2 separate regions of the Mus musculus genome follow, and region 1 is linked to region 2. Evidence: chromatin contacts called from public Hi-C data. All regions are on one chromosome and are shown on one strand. The core of a region is the stretch at or near the end of the contact, and the rest is flanking DNA. Distances in the headings are between cores, read along the strand shown.

Region 1 (4,146 bases), core at 887-3,386, 53 kb before region 2:
GGGCTTCCTTTCCTAGGGGTTTCAGGCTTTGTGACTGGCCCAGCAAGGTTAAGAAACCCCCTCCCCAGACTGCCCCATCATGAGACAGACACCCTCCCCTGCCAGGCTTTCTTACTTGGCCGAAAAGAATGAGTTTCTAAAAGCCCCCAACAAACAAACAAACAAGCCCACAATTCTAACCACTTTTTTCGGGGTGTGTCTTTTTAGGTGGCATGATTCACCCAAAATACGTCCCCCATTTCTCTCATTTCCAGAAAGACAAGAACACAGTGTGCACAGGCATATTGCAAAGCTGGGTTTGCATCTCTCTCTCTCTCTCTCTCTCTCTCTCTCTCTCTCTCTCTCTCCTGAGCTTTTATGCTTAAGAAGCAAAGTGCAAACTCTGGGAGTTAAATGGAAACAAAACAATCTGTCAAAATTCCTCTTAGCACCTATGACTAGTGTTAACTTACATGCTCCCGGGGTGCAAGAAAAAAAGCCCCAAAACTGCTGCTGAAAAGATGCTTTGACCTTTTAAAATGAGAACTCCCCCATCCCACATCCATATTAAATAGGAAACCTTGAGAGTGCCACAGTTTTAGATTAAGAAATGAAATGAGGTTGAATTTCCAGAAAAGGGGTTTCCCTATAGGCTACAAGCTAATTAGGGTGTTCTAGACTGACATTGTAATAGTAAGTAGAATACAGGCCCCAAGTCTCCTAGCCAAATGTAGTGGCCAAGTACACGGAGTCTAGTTCCGAAAGGGGACGGGAGGGCAGATGAAAATCTAGTAGATAAAAAAGTCCAGAACACGACCTCTCAAAGCTAGTGTGGTTCCAGGGCAGGATGTCCGCCCCTGGCGGCCGCAGAGCCCTGGCGATCTAGGTGCACCGCAGCTGCCAAACCCTCAGCGCGCTCTAACCGGCGCTGCTGAAGGAAGTTGGAGAGCTCCCAGCCAGCCGACTGGATAGGCGGTGGGCGCCTGGGAATCCCTTCCAGCGCCGCAATTAGGAAAGTTTTGAAAAGTAAAGACCCCAGACAGATGAAGTGTCTCATCCTTTCCTTGAGCCTAAGAAACACCTCGTGTTACACCAGGCTAGCACAAGGCCACCAGTTTCTCTTGGCCCGGGAGCATCCGGTGCCTTCCAGCTCCCCACCGCCCCAGAATTGGTCCTCAGGGCGCATAGCTAGAGGGGCTTTCTGCCCAGCTGGAGATTCCAGGCAGAGATGCTCCTTAGGCTCGCTGGCCTGGGAAGCAAAGGCAGAACCTCTAACTCCCATTCCTACACCCTGGACCTTCTCTTCCAAGCCAGCTTGATTTTCTCCAAAAGACGCACGACACAGCCCATGCGCCCCCGGGACTCCACTCCTCTCCCCAAACTTCCCAGGGAGACCCACAAATACAGACTGCGCCCCCAAACTCCCACGACAATCGCCAATCATCCTATCTTTGCCTCTTGTACCCTCCCAGTCGCGTTCTTCCTGCCCCTCACTATTCTCCTCGCCTCTCCGAGGAAGTCAGAAGCAAAGCACGAGAAAATGCCTTCGCGAGGAGCCTCCCGTCACCCGCCCTGTCACTGAAACAAAAGCGCAGGGAGGAGGGAGGTGGGTGGGGAGGCAGGAGGAAGGTTCGGAAAGAGATGGGGGCAACGGTAAGAGGGGTTGGGGAGGGGGTTCAGAATGGAGAGTGGAGAAAGGGGCCAGGACCCCGCTCCCGCGCCGCGTGGCGTGGCCGGTCGCTTACATGCCCAGGTCGCTGTAGGTGTTGAAGAACTCCATCTGGTTGCATGCCTGGATCCAGCCCACCACCCAGGTCTCGTGGCGGGGGATGGGGGGCATGACCACACGGGCCGAGGCTTTGAAGTAAGGGGTCTTGTAGCGCAGGACGATGGGCGAGGTCTCCTCGATGCGCGTGGGGCACTGGTCGATGGTGGCGCACACATCGTACACCACGATGTTCTCGCGCCGGATCCGCGCCTTGCAGGTGATGCTTTGGATACAGCCCATCCTGCCGCCCGGCGCCGGCGCGGCGCGGCGTGGGGCAGCGCGGGGGCCCGGCGCGGGCAGCCGCGGGCACCCGTCACGCCGGCATGGCGACGCGCCGCTCGCTCCCGGTCCAGCTCAGCTAGCGCCTAAGAGCGAGGAGCCGCCGCCGCGGGGCATCCTCCGGGGAAGCCCCCTCCCCTTTCCGCGCGCTGGGTCGCGGCTGCCCCGACGCCCGCCCACGCCCGCCTCCTCGCTCCAGCAAGGGCGCGCGGAGCGTGCGCTCCTAGGAGGCGGCGGGCGCTCTCTCCGGCTCCCGTGCCCCGGCGGAGGGCAGGGAGGGGAGCGGCGCTGCGAGGAGTGGTGCCCACCCCGGGCCGGAGCCCCCCGCCCTTCGCCGGAGAGGAGGAGGAGGAGGCGGCGGCGGCGGCATGGAGCTGCGGGAGGGTGGCGGCGGCAGCGCCCGGTTTGTCTGTTTCCGCGGCGGCAGCAGCAGCAGCCGCCGCCGCCGCCGCCGCTGCATGAACCTCTGCTGCACCGCGGCTGCCCCCCGCGTGCAGCGCACCCAGCGGCGGGCGAGCGGGCGGCCCGAGCGGCAGGCGGAGGCAGGCGGCGGCGGCGGAGTCCGTGTTCCCTCCCGCCCCGCCCTGGAGCCGGACAGCGCCCACACTCCCGCATCCGGCTGCGGGGGCGTGTGGGGGGCGCCAGGGGACCGTAGCCCCGGGCGGAGAGCCCAGCGGGCTAGGGCTACGGGGGACAAGCTCCGCGGAAGAGACTGGCTGTACGCCATGAGTTTGTCCCTCTTCGGCTGCCGTCCGGGGGGGGGGGTAGTGTGCAAGGGTGGGGGTGTTTAAAGGGCCGCTAGCTCCCGGGCGGGGCGCGGCACGTGGGGTTGGGCGGGGCCGGGACCCCGGTAGGTGGCGCCCCGCGGGTGATAGTGGGGTGTAGAAGCGGGACCCTGCTTATTGGGATGGGTGGGGCCGGGAGGGCGCGGCGCGGTTCAGAGTATAGAGGGAACCACAGTGGGGTACGGTGAGGCTGCGGGAGGAGAGATGTTGGAGAATCAGCTCCAGCTGAGATGTATCGTTGTGATATAGTTTGTTAGAGTTGGGTGTGACCTCCAGCAGTGCCACGAAATAGATTTACTACCTCGTTCACTGGTCCGCATTTTCCTTTAGTCTAGTAGAAGCTTTATTTTTTAATTTAATTTTATTTTTTTGCACCACAGTATTGAGAGTGAAACCTGAGAAATCCCATTGGAGGCTGACACAAAATCACCCCAAATGCCAGTGTTAGTCGAGGCACCAGCTCAGTCTACTCATGGCCTGTTTTCATATCACCCCTCCACAATCTCTGAAAATACTCTTATCAGAACAACACACAGTGTGTATGTGTGTGTGTGTGTTGGGGGGGGGGGTTGTTGGAGCTCCTTGGGAAACACTGCCTTTTGAATGTCTTGTGTCTTTAGACAAGTTGTACTTAGTGGAATCATCTAGGTAGATTAGAACGCTTAGCTACCCTCCCAGTCTTACCTAAGGCCTGTTAAATACAAACAGAAGTTCAGGGCTTTATAGAACCCAGGAGGATTAAAGAGTAACCACTTGATTCTACAAAGTCAAGGCGCCAATTTGTAGAAAACCCTAATCCCTGTAGAAAGCTGGGGATCTTAGGGATCTTTTCTTGTCTTTGCTTCTCCTGAAGGTGCGTGGTGACCAGCACACAGTCATTTCTTACCAGCTGTGTCAGAGTGAAACCTTGACGGAAGAGCCGCCGGTCTCCGCTCTCTCCCGATGGAAACTGACGCCAGAGATGGCCTGCACATTCCATTCCGTGTATCTGCCACGTGTGTGTTATTGTGATCTCGGGTGTCAAATAGGAAGAATATTTAAGAGATGATTTTTTTTAATTACGTGTCTTCTCTCATAGTTCAGAGCCAGCAGCTTCTTTTAACCTTTTTTCCCCTCACGATCATTGAGCATTTGCTGGATCTGGTACTCACGTGTGAACTCCTCTAACAGGCCACACAAGACTGCCTGGGTGAGTCTTTAGTTAGGACAGATGAATTCCTAAAGTTCTGAAAGCAGTTCTAAAAGCAGCCTCCATCCTTGTCTTACCTTTTCTGACACGCTGGCTTCACTTTATAGTTCACACACACACAAAAAGCAATCTCCTTCTTTGATGAC
Region 2 (4,106 bases), core at 862-3,361:
CCATGCTAGAGTACTTCCCCTTTCTGACATTCATCTCCCCACAGCTCATGTAGGAAGCTCATCTTTTCCACTCTAGTTCCTTGTCCTCTGATTATTCACCATGCACATGGGCCTACATGTGAGTCCATATGATATCTGACTCCTCTGCTCTTTCTTCTCCTTGACAACATGGTCAAAATTAGATAGCACATGATCTGCTCTATAGTATGTAACAAAAGGCTCTCGATAATATTGAGTGACTCAATCAAGTGAGTTCATAGCAACTCTGGAGGGATAGGAGATGGGGAAAGAAGAAGAAGCCCCCTCCAGGTCCTCTAAATAAGTCTTTGGACCTACTGTTCCTGGCCCTCCTCCCCCACATCATTTACCTGCAAAACTGAACCTCCTGGTCGAACTGTGAGTTTTCAGGCTGTGTTCCCTCCTTCAGCTGACTGACGTTTCTAGTACCATGTGTGATTTCCTTCCTGTTGAGTGGACCTTAAGTTCACTTAGACAGGCAGTTGCTTACTACCAAGACGAGGGTGCCACTTACTGCATCTTTATAGACATCTGCCCTGCCAGTCATTGTTGTAGTTCATAGGTATCACAGCTGAGTAGGACTATTAACTACTCCTTCTCTTTGAAGCTTGTGTAGTATTATCAGATACCATGGGAGCAAGACCACAGGGAGGACGGTTTCAGGTTAGTCATGTGTCTTAAGTGTGTGTTGTCTTCAGCAATAAAGACTTGTCTTCAACCTCTGGGTGGCAACCAAGGGTTACACCAATTGTCCATATTGCCACCAGAGTCACTTGGGCTATAATGATCATCCAATCAAAAGGAGCTTTCTTGTGCTTAGTGCTGGGATTTTGATAGTCTATTGCTCTTGTATGGAACATAGTCAGCCCAAGTGCTATAATGCCCTTTAAGGTTTAAGATATTATATATGCATACACATACACACATATCTTAAGTGTATACAAATATATATATATATATACGTATATATACATGTTTATACATATATACACACATATGTATGTATGTGTGTAGGTGTGTGTGTGTGTGTACAGTATAATTTTAGGTACATATAAATAATACAGTTCCTTGAGGCTTTATCAAACAACCTTTGTATTACTTGTTTTAAAGAGTGCCTCTGTTTGTTTTTTTATTGTCGTTTTTCCCCTTTCCAGAGGATTACCATTGGTGCACTTGGGTGACTCATGAAGCTCAGGTTTTCATAAATGCTTTTGTAGTTACATAGAATGGACTTAGAACCCTGGGGACCAAAACTGCCAAGGTTGCTTCTGCTCTGACTGAGTCACCTCACCCATCTCTTAGAACCCTAACACCAGAGCTCCGATGATCCACCATTCCAATAATGACAACCACAGCAAGACAACCAGACTCCACCGCGGATGCTGAGCCGGATGCTCCAGTAGTTACTTGGGAGGATAGTTCGTCTTGCTTGTCTCCGAGGTTGCTGGGCAACTCCAGTGAGTGATTTTATAAAGGACAGAGTGATCTGCAGCACAAGGGTTTACTATTATTAAAAATACACCTCGTGGCATTGCCTAGACAAAGAAATGTTGGGAATGACAGACGCTGAAGCTAAATGAGGACAGGAACATTAAAAAACCTAATTACTAAATATCCCACAAATACCACAAACAGAGTCGGAACTTGACTAATTAACGACAGGAGCCTCACATTTAAGTATTTCAGTTTTACTGGCTTCAATCCTCTTTGCCTATCAGGACTGGTTTATTTCTACCATCGAATACCTATGAAACCAGTGAGGCCTAACTGATGTGTGATTGATGTGGGCTCTGTTAATTATATGGCTGGGTTTTATGCACGAAACCATATCCTTGGTTTCTCTCCCTTAATTTACCTCACTTTAACTGTTGGTCATAAAGCAGTTTCAGATATATCTGCTGAATCCCAGAGCAGAGTTTTTGCAACTCGGAAGGTACCCGAGTCAGTTTAGGCATCCTGAGTAGTTCCGTCGACGCGGGGGAAGGGGTGGGGGGAACTCCGGCTGGAAGATGGATGGCTTGGCTTTTCCTTCCAGCCCTGCTGGCTCCCTCTCTGCAGCTGCTCACTGGTGCCGCAGCACATCTGTTATCATTAAATGCATGCGCAGCATCAGCAGTGACAAAAGGCTTAATTGCTTCCTGACAGTCTATCAGATGGGGCTTTACTCACTCTCAATTTAGATAGCTGGAGATGATAACATCTGCCTACTAGCCTCTCCCGAGCATCTGGTACCCTTGCTGGTAGTAGCACCTGATTTTCTTCTGGGATTTCACTCATCTCTCAGACTTCCTCTCTTATTATTCCCTGTGGCTCAATCCCATTTCTGTTGCTCCAGGGCTGGATTTGGACAAATGGAATCCCAGTGGTTGGTTCCTGGGTGGGCACGTGACCTAAGTTTAGCCAATGAAGAGACAGACACCTAAGACTGACAAGAACTCTTTGAAAAGGACACCCTGTTCTTCTCTGGGTTTTTAAGCTGTTAGGTCTTGGACTCGCTGTGTCTTTGCTGCCACTTAGATCTGAGTGGTGAAGCCAGCACTGAGGACAGGAGAGGCTAGAGGTGGAGAGACAGGCTCTGGTCAGCATGGTTTGCGTGTGCGGACTCCAGCAACGACAGAAGAGAAGTTCATAAATGCACCACCATATTATATGAGACAGTCTGAATGGGAATCTGTCACTTAGTCAAGAGTCCTTTCTTCTGTCGTGGTACATCTAGGTTGTTTCCAGCTTCTGGCTATCACAAATAAGGCCGCTATGAACATAGTGGAACACATGCCCCTGTGGCATGGTGGGGCATCTTTTGGGTATATTCCCAAGAGTTGTTTGGATGGGTCTTCAGGCAGATCTATTTCCAGTTTTCTGGGGGAACCTCCAGATTGATTTCCAGAGTGGTTGTACCAGTTTGCAATCCCACCAGCAATGGAGGAGTGTCTCTCCAAAACGCATCAGAGATCTGGGAGCTGAGAGACTCTCAGGACTCAAAGGGAGGGATCTTAGATGAAATGCCAGGCATTTATGCCAGACATAGGGAGAGGGAACTTATAGAGCCCACCTCCCACAGGAAGAAAGGACATCAAGTCAGAGATTGGGTTGCCATCCTACAGTCACAACTCTAACTCATAATTGTTCCTGTCTGAAAGAATTACAGGGATGGAATGGAGAGGAGCCTGAGGAAAAGAAGGTCCAGCAAGAGGCCCAAAGTGGGATACAGCTCAAGGCCTGACACTATTACTGAGGCTATGGAGCACTCACAAAAAGGAATCTATCATGACTGCCCTCCAAAAGACCTAACAAGTAGCTGAAAGAGTCAGATTCAGATATTTGCACCCAACCAATATACAGAAGCAGCTGACCCTTGTTGTTGAATTAGGGAAGACTGAAAGAAGCTGAGGAGAAGGACGACCCTGTAGGAGGACCAGCAGTCTCAATTAATCAGGACCCCTGAGATCTCTCAAATACTGGACCGCCAAACAGGGACCATACACCAGCTGATAAGAGCCCCCAACATACATATAGCAGAGGACTTCTGGGTCTGTGTTTATTCAGAGATGATGCACCTAACCCTCAAGAGACTGGAGGCTCCACAGAGTTTAGAGGCCAGGTGGGGTGGGGGATGGGGTCATCCATGTGGAGACAGGGGGATAGGGATGAGGTGTGGAATATAGAGCAGTTGGAGGGTGGATGGGAGGGGGCAGAATAAAATATGGAATGTAAAAAAAATAAAATTAAAATTAATTAATTAATTAAAAAATAGTCCTGACCCAGACGTTGAAACTTTATCCTGATAATTTCCAGTGCACGTAATGTATGAAAAGAGTCTTAGGAAAACAGAAAGAATGTAGAGGATAGAACATGGAATTTCTTTTCTCCAGCAGCCGAGCAAGATGCCCAATGGGAAGAAGGCCAAGGGGAAGAAGGTGGCCCCGGCCCCCGCCGTCGTCAAGAAGCAGGAGGCCAAGAAGGTGGTCAACCCTCTGTTCGAGAAGAGGCCCAAGAACTTCGGCATTGGACAGGACATCCAGCCCAAAAGAGATTTAATGCGCTTCGTCAAATGGCCCCGCTACATCAGGCTGCAGCGGCAAAGAGCC

What was found. A called contact is a pair of places that touch in the nucleus more often than the background predicts.
Region 1: a Hi-C map of the N1E-115 cell line shows a contact between it and region 2, with 5 times the contacts expected there. The contact joins the promoter of Fam78b here to the enhancer-like site in region 2. A contact is called at or near these places in 3 of 39 promoter capture datasets (hippocampal neurons and liver), 2 of 484 Hi-C or Micro-C datasets (the N1E-115 cell line and group 2 innate lymphoid cells) and 1 of 9 other capture datasets (adipose tissue).

What each region holds. Positions count from the first base shown.
Region 1 is chr1:166,999,407-167,003,552 of GRCm38.p6, reverse strand. It overlaps Fam78b (family with sequence similarity 78, member B), which reads right to left and starts at 2,136. Exons shown (of 3, transcript NM_175461.4): 1 at 1,725-2,136. The coding sequence starts at 1,987. Gm16701 (predicted gene, 16701) reads left to right here and starts at 3,823. Exons shown (of 3, transcript NR_037988.1): 1 at 3,823-4,000.
Region 2 is chr1:166,946,191-166,950,296 of GRCm38.p6, reverse strand. It overlaps the pseudogene Gm6286. Among named protein-coding and RNA genes, the nearest start is that of Gm16701, 51 kb to the left of the region's middle. Within about 2 kb of position 2,111, at least 20 of the 459 cell types and tissues checked have an H3K27ac peak or open chromatin away from gene starts, as enhancers often do. A contact at or near this core is called in the N1E-115 cell line, where this site is marked.